2 separate regions of the Mus musculus genome follow, and region 1 is linked to region 2. A link is a contact called in public promoter capture Hi-C data. All regions are on one chromosome and are shown on one strand. The core of a region is the stretch at or near the end of the contact, and the rest is flanking DNA. Distances in the headings are between cores, read along the strand shown.

Region 1 (6,986 bases), core at 270-2,769, 110 kb after region 2:
ATTAACTAAAAAATAAAGTCTAAGATTCATTAGACCTGAGTAATAAATGCAGGTTTTTTTTCTTATTCTAATTTTTAGCACTGTTCAGTATTTTAAAATAAAACTTCCTTCCATGGCATGTCTAGAGAGCAACCAGTTCTGATTTCAACTAGAAGGTAACAGCAGTGAAGTTCACACAGCATCCATTGACTGTCACTGCTGGTGCTAAATAATACTGATCGTGTCTTCCACTTCTCAAAAACACAAGGAAAAAAAGTCCAAAATGATAAACCAAAAGCTACAATCAAGAATATACCAGGAGCTGTTCACTACTAAAACTCTAGCAGACTTCTAGAAAAGAATCTTATCAATTTTAAATTTTTATGCAAAAAAGGTGATAGGCTTTAAAAATTAAGCTCTTCACTACTCAAAAATATGTGAACTGATGCTTTTAATATGGCTCTAAAGTTTAACGACATCCTCACAAGAATTATCTTTTAAAAATAGCTCCCCCCCCCCATACTCCTTGCATATTTCCTCAAAACTGTAATTCCATCATTAGAGAGAGAGAGGAGGATTGCCTCAAGTTTGAGAGCAGTCCGGATTCCAGAGGGGGACTGTCACAAATAAGCATGCCTAAGTTAGGTCTAGATGCACTTAACTGTCCTCTCTGAACAGTGCTTCTTACAGGCTGCTATTTAAAGTTTACAATTTAGTTCCTCAATCACACACACACACACACACACACACACATCCAAAAACAAAACACGTTCCCCAAATCCTGGGCTCGTGCTCGTATGAGCCCCTTCTTTAAGTGACACAAACGCTAGTCCGATGGCCCCGAAAAGTCAGCGGCCCTCAGACCGTGAACTCCACCTCTGCCCCCCACCCTTGCTAAGCTTTGGTTTCGATAAACACAGAAGGCGGGAGCGACGGCTGCCCCAATAAACAGGTCGCCGGGAGCCCGCGGGGATTCAGTCAGACCCGGGTTCGTATCCAGGCTCGCCCTGTTAGTAGCTGCGGAACCAAAGTTAAGTTTCCTAACCTGTCTGCCCACGCCCGCCTCCCCGCAGGAAGAGGAGAATGAAAATATCCTTCGGTCGCAGTTCCGCTGCGGTGATAAAAGTTAAAACAGCGAGCGACAAGGGTCAAAGAGTCAGTCACCGGGGCTCGACCCGCGCGGGAAGCACCCGGAGAACGACTCCGTGGAGGGTCCGCAATCGGTGCGAGCCGAGCCCCGTCTCAGCTCCTCCCGAGCTCTCCCCCACCCCCCATTCCTCAGGAAAGGAGGAGGAAGAAGGTCGAGGTCCTCAGGCCGGACCGAAGGAGACCGCCGAGCTCCCAGCGCGCCCTCCGCCCACCTCGCTGGGCCCCGTGAGCAGCCGCAGAGCAAGGGACCACCACCCGCATCCAGAGGCCCCCAGGGCGGAGAAGAAGCAGGGAGCAGCCTCACCTGAGGGGACCAAGTCGGACGCCTGGCCGACCGCGACTTCGGCCATCGTTACCGCGCATCCCCTACTGCGCACCCGCTCCGCCCGCGCCCAGCAGCTCTTCTGGACCCTGAGGCGCCCCCGCTGGAGCCGCGGCTCGGCGAGCTCCTATTGGCCAGCCACTGCGGACGGCGACCAATCTCTTCTCTTCTTCTTCCGTCGGTCGCCGCCAGCTGAAATAGTGGCGCCCTCATTGGTCAGCCTTTGATACATTTCTGGGCGAGAACCTCCGGCCAAGGCGCCTCCTGCAATTGGTAGTCGTGCGGAGTCCGCCATCTCGCGCCCCTTCCTTTGAACTGTTCGGCGGGAAGAAGCCCTGAGGAAGAGAGTTGGTTTTTTTTTTTTTTTTTTTCCCCTTCCTCTTCTACTGAGAGTGAAAAATGTTAAAAGTGGCCGGGCGGTGATGGCTCACGCCTTTAATCTCAGGGAGGCAGAGGCCAGCCTGGTCTACAAAGTGAGTTCCAGGACAGCCAGGGCTATACAGAGAAACCCTGTCTCGAAAAACCAAAAAAAGAAAAGAAAATAAAGAAAGAAAGAAAATGTTAAAAGTGACTTCCCGGGGGCTGGGGAGATGGCTCAGTGGTTAAGAGCACTGACTGCTCTTTCAGAGGTTCTGAGTTCAAGTCCCAGCAACCACATGGTGGCTCACAACCACCTGTAATGGGATCAGATGCCCTCTTCTGGTGTGTCTGAAGACAGCAACAGTGTACTCATATACATAAAATAAATAAATAATTCTTTAAAAGTGACTTCCCCTGCTTCTTCCTAAGGTTTTATTAAAGAGTTTATCGATGATTTTAAAAGTTTGTCCCCAGAGTTCCAGAGCCTGTAGAGTCTCTCATTGGGTTGAGCAACTTGTCCGCAATGGTCGGAAAAAAAAATTTTTTTTTTAAATCTTGCACAATGTCTTCAACTTGAAAACTACTATGATAAATGGCTTGGAAATATAAATTGTCACGTAAGATTTTCCAAACATGTTTCTGAAGAAGGAAATCTTACTTAAAGGTCTTTAAACAAACAAACAAACAAACAAACAACCCAAAAGCCCTCTTCACAGTGCTGAGGGGATGGCTCAGTGGTTAACATCACTGTAATGCTCTTCCAAAAGTCCTGAGTTCAATTCCCAGGAACATGGTGGTTCACAAACATCAGTGGGATCTGGTGCCCTCTACTGGTGTGTCTGAGGACAGCAACCGTGTACTCATATACAGAAAATAAGTAAGTGCTGGGAACGGAGCCTGGGGACTAGCAGCCAGTTTTCTACCTGTGAGCCACTTCTTCAGTTCCCCGTGTACCGACAGTTATCCTTTCCCTTTTCTTGCTATCAGAACAAGCTGCTGCTGGTGTCCCGAGTGGCTAAAATAAGGAGAAAGGATTTTTGTTTGTTTGTTTGTTTGTTTGTTTTTCGATACAGGGTTTCTCTGTATAGCCCTGGCTGCCTTGGAACTCACTTTGTAGACCAGGCTGGCCTCGAACTCAGAAATCTGCCTGCCTCTGCCTCCCGAGTGCGGGGATTAAAGGAGTGCGCCACCACGCCCAGCAGGAGAAAGGATTTTTTTATTTTTGTATGTACACGGATATTTTGTGGACCAGGAAGAAAAATCTTGAACGGTTCTCTTTGTTGGCTAATTACACAATGAAAGGAAGCAAACAGAAAATTTGACTCTAGCCATCAAAGTCTTTATTAGCTTTATGTAAAATATTTAAATATAGGACTGGAGAGATGGCTCAACAGGTAAGAGCACTGACTGATCTTCCGAAGGTCCTGAGTTCAAATCCCAGCAACCACATGGTGCCTCACAACTACCCGTAATGAGGTCTGATGCCCTCTTCTGGTAAGTCTGAGGTCAGTTACAGTGTACCTATGTATAATAAATAAATCTTTAAAAATTATTTAAATATAGATAAGAAACGTAAATATATCTTGAATTCCTTTTCTTTTCTGAGACAGTCTCTTATAGCCCAGGTGGACCCAGCTGTCCTTGAACTCCCAATCTTCCTGAGTTTCTTCCTTGGTGCTGGGATTTATAAGTATTCTCTAGACTTTGGATTTTTATCATGTCTTTTAAATGTGCATTGGTGTTTTGTTTGCATGTATGCCTGTGTGAGGTCTTCAGATCTCTTGGAATTGGAGTTACAGACTGTTGTGAGCTGCCATTTTGATGTGTACAATTGAACCTGGGTCCTCTGGAAGGGCAGTGTGCTTGTAACTGCTGATCTCTCTAATTCCGAACTACTTTTCACATAGCAGAATACATAGGCCCATGATCAAATACTGAACAATCTCCTGGAAATTATTTATTTATTTATTTATTTATACCCCACCCCAAAATTTTTTAATTAAGAAATTAATAAGTGTAGCACAATGGTAAAGCATTTGCCTAGCATCTCTGAGGCCCTGGGTTCAAGATCCAGTACTTCAACAACAACAATAATTGTAAGTACATTGGTACCATATCACATGGTAAAAGAAATTTGAACCATGCAAATTCCCAGCATTTAAGAGACTGAAGCAGTAGAATTGTTGTAAGTTTGAGCAAGTCTGGGCTACATAGGAAGTTTCAGGCCAGTCTGGGCTACAGAGTAAGATCCTGTCCTTAAAACAAGGGGTCAGAGAGAAGGTTCGATGGATAAGAACACTTGCGGCTCTTCAGTTTGTTTCCCAGAATCCACATAAGGCAGCTTCTAACCCTTTGTAACTCCAGCTCCAGGCGATCTGACACGTCTAGTTTCTGAAGGCATCCCTAGTCTTATGTATGTATGTATGTATGTATGTATGTATGTATGTATGTATACTTTAAAATGCAAAATTGGATGCAGGGGATGTACTTCTACTGGTAGATTGCTTTCACACAAGGCCGTAGATTCAATAACCAGCACTGTATTTTATTTTATTTTATATTTTATTTTATTTTATTTTATTTTATTTCTCTGGATAGGGTTTCTCTGTATAGCCCTAGCTTCCAGGAACTCACTCTGTAGATCAAACTAACCTCAGACTCAGAGATCTGCCTGCCTCTGCCTCCCAAGTGATGGGATTAGGGCAGGGGAGTTCAACCCAGAGTGGTGACAGTAGGGGGCTTTTAACAGCTAGCTGAGGAATTAGGAGGAGTTGGGAAGAAGAGAGTTGGGAGGAGTCAAGAAGAGTTGGGAGGAGTTGGGAAGAGAGTTCTTCTCTTCTGGGTGTCCTTGGTGAAATTTACAAGGCAGGAGTGGGGAGTGAGTTCTTTCTGAATTTTTATCTCCGTGTCCTCGGCACAGGAAGGCAGGCATCTCTGGTTGTAAAATACAGAAACAAAAAGGCTTTTTGCTGGCTCTAGAGAACAAAGAGCTTCTTTCTGGCTGTATTTTTAGAGATCAGGAAAAACAAGCTTGGGGAATGTCCAGGGGCTTTACCTTCCAGGGAGAAATGCTCTAAGTCGGGGTCCCACAAGATCACAGCTTTAGGCTCTCAAGAAAGCCACTCATTTTGCCAACCGAAGACAATGGAAAGGAGTTACTGGCAGGCCCCAACTAGAGGGAGGGTTTGTAATGGAGAAAAAAGCATGACAGAAGAGAAGTAACCCGTGTTCTGTGGCATTTGTACTGATAGTGAGTCCCACACAGCATCATCTGTGTGGCTAACCCTTGGAGAAAAACTTAGAATTAGATTGGAAGTCAGAGAGAAAAGAAAGAAGGAAAACCAGAAGACAGAGCTTGGAATAGTTTGAGTCCTTGGAATAGCAGCTGTAAGTATAGTGTGTGTGTGTGTGTGTGTGTGTGTGTGTGTGTGTGTGTGTGTGTGTTGGAGGAGGGTTGGGGTGAGAGGGACAATCCAGCAGAGGTCCCAGAGAACGCACTCTGTAGACTTAGGCACAATCAGGTCTTCACTTCTGAATCGGGTGTGCGGAAAGCAGGCTTCAAGTGGAGGAACACATTTCAAGAGAGAAAACAAGCGAGCTGGATATGTTATTATACGCCTGTCGTCCCAGTGCTCAGGAGGTAGAGGCAGGAGGGTCCGAAGCGGTGAAGGAACATCAACAATGGAAAGCTGTTGTTAATGTAATTGAGTAAAGGGGTCAAGTTGCAACCCCATTGTTGAGGCCTGCTCCTTTTAAAATAACTGCAGCCATTTTGTATTCGGTCTCCATTTTTGCTCATAAGGTGAAATTAAGCTCAGGTTCTCATACTGCTTCCCAGAAGTGATTGTCCAGAGCTGACACTGAAAAATTCTCCTAAAAGGTCATAACACTATGGTTGTACTACTCAGGCTCTGGCATCTTAGTGCTCTGAAACTCCCCTGTTCACCACCCATCCACCACCCCGCCTACCTCCCTCAGTACCAATCAGCTTAAAGGGTCAGCTAATGATACTTTGTCTAGTTATCCAAAATGTAGTATTGCCTCTACTCTTGGCTTCTGAACTGCTGAACTTGGTTTTTTCCTATAAAAAGCCTGCCCGAGCCAGGCAGTAGTGGCACATGCCTTTAATCCCAGCATTTGGGAGGCAGAGGCAGGTGGATTTCTGAGTTCGAGGTCAGCCTGGTCTACAGAGTGAGTTCCAGGACAGCTAAGGCTGAGAAACCCTGTCTCAAAAAACAAAACAAAACAAAACAAAACAAAACAAAACAAAACAAAACAGCCTGCCCTAAGAAGAGACTGGTACCAGAATTAAGCTCGTGAGTCCTTTTTTATGGTCCCGATCAATCACTCTTGGAGTATGCTGCCTTTTTGCTTAACTGAGATGGGTGTTTGCCTGGTTTGTGTGGCGATTCCTGAACCCAACATTTGGTGCATTGGCTGGGCATGTCCCTTACCCTCAAGCACCCCTCAGTTATTGCTGGTGAATGCCACCAAGCTGGATCCCACCATGAGGAGCAGAGTTTCTGGTACCCCTGCAGTTCTCTTTCCTGGTTTGTTCTTGTTTCTTATTTGGTCTAGACTTTTGGAGACCCAAAAGAGGAGGGCTAGATGCAGCAGAAGGGAGGTCAGGAGACATTTGGCTTCCTCTCTGGTTCCCATGAGGAGAATGCCTGGTTCTGGATCTGGGTCCCTTCAGTGAGACATCTGGTTCTCGTCCCCTCCCCCAGTTCTATTGGTTGTCCTTGGCCCACTAGTCTGTCCACATCTATCAGTTTGTCTGTGACTTCATTTTGTTGCTTGATTGTTGCTCTGTGTTTCATATTCAGGAAAAAAAAAAAGGCTAAAACTTCATCTACTGGCCGTTTACTCCCTGATTTAGTTTTAATTTGTTTCAAGGATTTTTAGAAAAAAGTGCCCGATTGAAACAAAAGCTGATTAAACTCCTGCTGTCCTTGGAGCCCTGCCTCCTGCCTGGACAGGGCTAGCAGCAAGCCAGCAGCTCTTAAAGGGACAGCAGCAGATTCTTGGCTTCTCTGGTAAGAAAGCCCATGGCTCCTTCTGCTACAAAACTTCTGTGCCCATGAGAATGGAATTAAACAGGTAGCAAGGTGCTCCTCTCTTGAAATTAAAATTTTGTCGGTTTTAAATGCATAAATGGGGGGCTGGAGAGATGGCT
Region 2 (6,896 bases), core at 2,013-4,512:
CTGAATTACAGGAAGTTACTCAATGACTAATAGGTCCTATATGCCCAGTCACTGTCAACAACTGCCATCATAGTTCTGGGTCTGAGTGTCTCTATATCATGGGTAAGGCAGATCAGAAGTCTCAGTCTCAATATTAGTTTTAGCAAAAGTTTGGTGTGTGTCCATGTTCAACAAAATGTTAGTCAAGATATTACACTACTCAAAAGCCACTCGAGGGGAATGTTCTCTGTGTTGGCAAATAAAACACAATATGGAGAGTGAACCTACATTGGGTCTCCGGATCGTATGTGTTTGCAGGCTGTCTGTATTACAGACTCACAAGCTTCATTCAAAGCTCGATCAATGCGGTAGTCTGCACCAGGGTCAGTCTCCTGAATCAGTGTCTGAAGCTGGATTGAGGGAAAAAAAGGTAGTTTAGGCACAGAGAAGAGCAATGTCACCCAGCAGATGCTCAGTCCAACCATCATAACACAACCCAAACAAACATCTACAGATGTTACTAGCTATGTTGGAAAACACTGTTGTAACATTTTCCAATTTTTTTCTCCATTTTCCACTTGCCCTGGGTTTTCTGTTGAAGTCATTGTGGAACTTGAAGATTTACTTGGTCATCTGCAAAACAAGTCTGAAAAACATGGCTATGCAAGTTCACTCCAAAGGAAGCCAGAGTTGAAACAAGTAAAAGAAAAGACATCTCAATTAGAGAACAATTTGATCCTAAAAAGGCTGTAAATGTTGCTGCAATGACATCGGTGTCATAACAAGCATACTATGTTTTATTAAGGTAGATGTGAGAGATTTCAATTAACTCATAGCTGGAATTAGAAAACAAGACTGTGCTGGACAGTGGTAGCTCACAACTTAAATCCCAGCACTCTGGAGGCAGCAGCAGGAAGATTTCTGAGTTCAAAGGCCAACCTGATCTACAGAGGAGTTCCAGCCAGGGCGGGTACACCGAGAAATCCTATCCTAAAAAGCAGACTGACAGACTCAAGAACAAAAACGAGAAAAGAAAAGAATGCTTACAAGTTATTACCTTTTACCTACTATATTTATACCACAAGCATTAGCACAGAATGCTTGCTGTAAAATACCTAAGAATAAAAGTGCACTCTTCCCATCTACTTGCACTTGGCCCATCCCTTACTGGAGATAAAGGCAGGAAACAGGGGCCTCAGAGTGGAGGACTGAAGAGACTATGGATCAGAAGACCAAGTGCAAGTCCTGGTCTGTTCTGTGCTACCTGAGCTGTGAGAGTTGGACAGTCTCATGTGCCACTGAGTTTTTTACTCCCTCCCTCTTTTTTATTTTTATTTTTATTTTATGTGTACAAGTGTTTTGCCCACATGTATGTCTGTCTAACCTGTGCACATACAGTGCCTGTGGAGGCCAGCAGAAGGCATCAGGTTCCTTGGGACTGGAGCTACAGATGTTTTTAGTTATATGAGAATGCTGGGAACTCAACTCAGACTCTCTGGTAGAGCCACCAGTACGAATTTTAACCCCAGAACCATCTCTCCAGCTCCAAATTTTAGTTCTTTCAATTACAGATTTTAAGAAATGGCCAAGTGTGGTGATGTATGTCTTTAATCACAGCACTCAGGACGTAGAGACAGGTGAGTTCAAGGCCAGCCTGGTTTAGAGTTCCAAGACAGCTACACAGTGATATTGTATCCGAGAACGGATAGACAGACAGATGTTGATACCACATGAAACAAAGTAAGGTCAACTGCAAAGCATTTTATAGATAGAAGATCACTATTACCACAGATGGGTAGCAGATGGGGCTGTGGAGTGGGAATCTTAAATAGAGAAAGAAAAATAGAAATTACAACCCTTACTGTTTTAATTTCTTTTCTTTTTTTTTTCTCCATCCTTAAGAATTAGATACTTCAGCACGGGAGGTGGGGGCATGGGTGGGGGGGAAGAGGAGGGGAATGTGCCTTTAATCCCAGCACTCAGGAGGCAAGGCTGTTGAATCACTGAGTTCCAGGTTAGCCTGGTCTACAGAGTGAGTTTTGGGACAGCCTGAGCCACACAGAGAAACCCCGTTTTAACAAATAAACAAACAAACAAACACGTTTAGACATGCTCTGTGTCACTGGTTTACCCTTTCTTGGAGCCTTTTCTGATCTGTACACATCTGACCTGGGATCCCACAATGGTTCATAACAAAGCTCTGGCCCCTTTACATACATACAGATTTTAGATAAAATAAAGATCCCAATTCTATTATCCTAGAAAAAAATCATTAAGAGAGAAATATAGGGAAAATGTCAATATTCTGGGATAGAAAGTATTTCTATAAATTATTGTTGGTAATTTGGAAAAGCTAAAGAATATTATAGCTTGCTGGTAGAAAAATAACTTTGTGAGCAAATTTTGACACCGGATGACCAAGATCAAGATAGTAATATCTTTTTTCTAGTATCCCATGGCATCTAGTAGGCTAATAATTCAAGGAATTATTGCCATTCTAGAATTCAGTGTAGGGAGTGAGGAAAATATGCAATTGGAATACAAACTGAGCCAGGTGCAATGATGAAGGAACCCCTTTAATCTGAGGCTTTGGGAGGTAGAGGCAATTGGATCTCGGTGAATTCGAGGTTAGCTTGATCTACATAGCAAGTTCTAGGATAGTCAGGGCTACATAAAGAGACCCTATCTCAAAACAAAAACAAAAACAAAAACAAAAAAAAAAAAAAAAGGAAAAATAGACTATAAACTGATGTTATGATTGTATATACATTCTGGCCCCTGATATTAACAAAAAAACCCCGAGCAAAGCTCCGGAGAGACTTGGTCTGGAGAATGCATTATGCAGCCATCCTTGATGTGAGAAGCATAGGCTAGTCATAGCCCTGTCGTAACTGTGGTAAATCTGGAGGAGTGGACACTCATTAGGATAATAATTATCCACATACTTTACAGTTCAGCACTTGCTGATAACCATTACCAGTTCATTAAATTAATCTAGAGACAGATGTTGAAGTCTGTTGTGTCAAGGAATAAAACTTTCAAAGTAAAAAGAAACCCACCCAAATTGCTCAAAGATATTCTTCAGTTTGACTAAGGCTAGATAATATAGAAGACAAAGGACGACTCTATCCTTCTGGAAAAATTGCCTTTAGTTTTTGTGAGAAAAGGCTTTTAAAAAATAGAATCCATACAATAAAAATGAAGTGCTTCCTTCCTAAGCAGTCTTAATGCAGTCAAAACCACACAGTTCACTATTTGTGCTTGCCCTCTGGGTTTGGAAAGCACTTTCTTCTTCTGGGCACAAAGGGTGGTGTAGGCGGAACTTATTTATCTTTGAAGCTGAGTCACTAGTTCTTTTAACGAAGCTAACTTTCCAAAAACCTCATAGTGAACTATGTGCCTCAAAACAGAGTTGAGTCCAGTCTATTTTTTTCCTGAACATTTTTACAATAGGTGTAAGCTTACTATAGATAGATTCCTTTTTTCCTATCCTCCTTCCACAACCTTACTAGATGGAATTAAGGATGAAAAGCAAACACAGCAGAGGCCGTCTCCTGATTCATCCTGGACTGCAGCCAGGCATATTCACTGGCACAAAGGGCACCCGGGGCAACTGCCAACAAACAGGACTGCAGAGGAGCACAGCACACTCATCCTCACAGTCTCACTGCAGCCTCCAGAGCAGCCCTCCAGCTGATTCTGCTGTTTGAGAGAAGAGGCTGCACTGGTCTTCCCATCCCAGCACCGACATGCACAATGTAACTGCTGTTAGTATCTACTTTGGGTCATGGTTAACAAAACCTGACTCCATATCTAAAGCTCATGTAAACTTGTATTTCAGACTATAAAATTGTTATAGACTGTACAAAAAAAAATTTTTTAAAGATTTATTTCTTTATTTATTAAGTACACTGCAGCTGTCTTCAGAAACCCCAGAAGAGGGCGTCAGATCTCATTAGGGATGGTTGTGAGCCACCATGTGGTTGCTGGGATTTGAACTCAGGACCTTTGGAAGAGCAGTCAGTGCTCTTAACCGCTGAGCCATCTCTCCAGCCCAACTGTACAAATTTGATTTTACATGATTAACTAGAAAATAAAATTTGCTCTTAAGCTCTTGCTCTCTCCTTGTCTCTTACCTCTTGCTCTCCTTCTCCCCTTTCCTTCCCCCCTCCACGTGGCTGCCTTTCTACAATAAATGCCTTCAAACCATTTTAAAAAAAAGGAGAGAGAAGAAGAAAAGAAAATTCAAGTAGTATTTAGTGTTTAATAAAAATAGCCAAAACAAAGTAACAAATGAATTGTGGTTTCCTAAAGCGTGACTTAGGTTATAAAACTAAAGTATCTTTCCTGCTTTAAAAGGGAAAGTCATTGCAGAGAGTGCTATGTTGTAGAGGCTTGCACCTGGTATGCTAAACTGCAGGAGATTTAACCCATACAAATAACAAACATGGTCAAAGGCAGGAGACGATGTTCTGCATGCACTGTGCTGACTCTGTACTGTGATCTGCAGGACTGCGCTGCTCATAAACACAGGATCAAGAGTCACTTCATTTTCTCCCAGAAAAAGCAAGTCCTTTTTCTGATGTAGGGGACTGACCTCATGGTTGCATTCATGTTATATAGCAATACGAAAGCTAAGTGTTTGTGGAAAAGACTATCTTTATATTCTTGTTTGTAAAGTTTGGAGCTGGTGAAAGACAGATCTTTCTGCTTATAGTTTCCCTGATTTAATCAATAAAGACACTTGATTCTGAGGATGATCCTTCAGACTTGTGGCATATCGTAAAAAAGTAAACTGGCAGAAATTTTCCATTCATGTCAACTCTCAATTTCAACTCAATCAAACTTGTTAAGACAGGCAAGTTCTCTTCTCCTAATAGCCTCTCATTTTGAAGAAAGTGATTTGCCTTTATTCTGTCTTTCGTAATCCAAACTGGCAAGTTCTTTAGAAACAGGAAAACAATGGATTTCCTTTACCTAGCTCCACAGCAATTTTTTTTTTGTTTGTTTTTTTTTTTTGGTTTTTTGAGACAGGGCTTCTCTGTGTAGCCCTGGCTGTCCTGGAACTCACTCTGTAGACCAGGCTGGCCTCGAACTCAGTGCTGGGATTAAAAGCATGTGCCACCACACCCGGCTCAGCTCAGGGGCATCTTCTTAATTAGCAATTGAGTGCCCAGTTCACTGTGGGTGGTGCCACCTCTGGGCAGATGGTCCTGGGTTCTATAAAAAAGTAAGCTGAGCAAGCCAAAGCCAGTAAGCAGCAATCCTCTATGGCCTCCATATCAGTTCCTGCATCCAGATTCCTGCTTGAGTTCCTGCCTAGACTTCCTTCAATGATGGTGGAGTACGATGTGAAAGAACAAGCATTTAAAATAACCCTTTCTTCCCAGCTGTTTTGGTTATGGTGTTTCATCACAGCAATAGTAATCCTAAGAAAACAGTCAAGTGGCAGCAGAAATATTTTTCCTTACCGCCTGTTGGCAGTTCATTCCAAGGTTCCCCTTTTCACCCCGAACCACTTTCATCAGACAGTGGAGGGTTCGCCCTTTCCGATGTAATCCAGAACAATGGTGTTCAATCTCCCCTCGACAGCTCAGGATGATCTCGGGGCTCAGAGAGAAGTCTTCCATCAGCATGCGTCGGTAATCCAGCATCTCACCTTGGCACTCACTGCTCACCTGCCGCCCTGTGTCAGGGGTAAGTCAGACAGTTATGAAATGGGAGTCTGAGGACCAGAAAGCTCTACATGTTAAACTACGTTTCTGTCTGGAAAAGAATAACCCACAGCCTTTCCAGATGGAATTACTATCTGGACTGAAATGCTTAGAACATGGTAAAACTTTTGCAGCATAAAGAAAAAGAAAAAAAAAAAAGCTTAGACCCAGGTTTAGCCTGCAGGGTTGTGCACTATAGATCTTATCAACCATAATACAAATGTTCTGCCAAAGCAAGTCCTTTTTCTGATGCAGGGGATTGAACTCATGGTCACATTCATGCTACATAGCAATACGAAAGCTATCGGGGCAGTAAATAAACTGAGAACAATCGTTATTGCCCTATACAGCTAAAGTTTGTGGAAAAGACTATTCTTCCAAAATTCATGATGGCTCCCCATGTCTTGGAGCTATAAATGTGAACAGGGAGAACATAAAAAGCAGCAACCACCCCACTCAGTCCTCAAGTCCAAACAAAAAAAGTTACCCAGTTACTTTAGTAATAGACCCAGGATTTGAAGTCACATCACTCTGACCAAAAACTCATGTGACATTAATGTTCTCCCATTCTTCTAAAGACTGTTCCAGTAGTCATTCTAAAAATCAAAAGGTTCAAAAAATGCAGAAGAAAACTACTAATTACAGGTACAAGAAGCTTTGGAATGTGAACTGAAGAAGGAGTGAAAGGAGAAAAGGAAAAAGAACATCACCTCTGTGCACTGCTGACTCCAGGCACATCAGAAGGTAGGAGAGCCTGGCTTCCCGGGACCGAGGAAGGTTTTCCACATTGCACCGGTATTTTTTCAAGTCACTCTTACAGGATTTGGCTAATGAGTAACTGACTTTATAATCCTGGGCAATGAGCTTCTGGCGTGTAGTTAGTGCTTCTCTACACTGAGGAAAGAGGATAAGGAACGAAACCTTAAGTCTACCCTGAGACTTACTGTGGCTCAGCTATCTCTGAAAAGCAGAAACTCAGAACCAAGCAAGTTGCACTTTTTACCAAAACACCTATCTGTACGTTTGTTTTGAATCTGGCTCTAAGGTCTGGAGATATGACTCAGCAGTTAAGAGCTCTTGCATCTCTTCAGAGGACCCAGGCTCCATTCTCATCACTTACATGGTGGCTCACAGCCATCTACAATGACAGTTCCAAGGGTGCTCTATGAAGCCCTCTCCAACTTCTGCTGACACACACACAGT

What was found. Promoter capture Hi-C pulls out the DNA fragments that hold promoters and counts their contacts.
Region 1: a contact with region 2 is called in a promoter capture Hi-C map of 3T3-L1-derived adipocytes, with 5 times the contacts expected there. The contact joins the promoter of Rfwd3 here to the enhancer-like site in region 2. A contact is called at or near these places in 17 of 39 promoter capture datasets (the 3T3-L1 cell line, 3T3-L1-derived adipocytes, the C10 cell line and 11 more), 32 of 484 Hi-C or Micro-C datasets (the 3T3-L1 cell line, 3T3-L1-derived adipocytes, the AML12 cell line and 25 more), 3 of 115 datasets of contacts at active chromatin or transcription factors (bone marrow-derived macrophages, embryonic stem cells and stem cell-derived neural progenitor cells) and 4 of 9 other capture datasets (adipose tissue, liver, macrophages and 1 more).

The regions. Positions count from the first base shown.
Region 1 is chr8:111,298,703-111,305,688 of GRCm38.p6, forward strand. Rfwd3 (ring finger and WD repeat domain 3) reads right to left here and starts at 1,520. Exons shown (of 13, transcript NM_146218.4): 1 at 1,433-1,520. The coding sequence starts at 1,478.
Region 2 is chr8:111,182,264-111,189,159 of GRCm38.p6, forward strand. It overlaps Glg1 (golgi apparatus protein 1), which reads right to left. Exons shown (of 26, transcript NM_009149.3): 7 at 6,404-6,587; 8 at 5,451-5,665; 9 at 268-389. Among named protein-coding and RNA genes, the nearest start is that of 9430091E24Rik, 40 kb to the left of the region's middle. Within about 2 kb of position 3,263, at least 100 of the 459 cell types and tissues checked have an H3K27ac peak or open chromatin away from gene starts, as enhancers often do. A contact at or near this core is called in 3T3-L1-derived adipocytes, the AML12 cell line, the HL-1 cell line and 6 more, where this site is marked.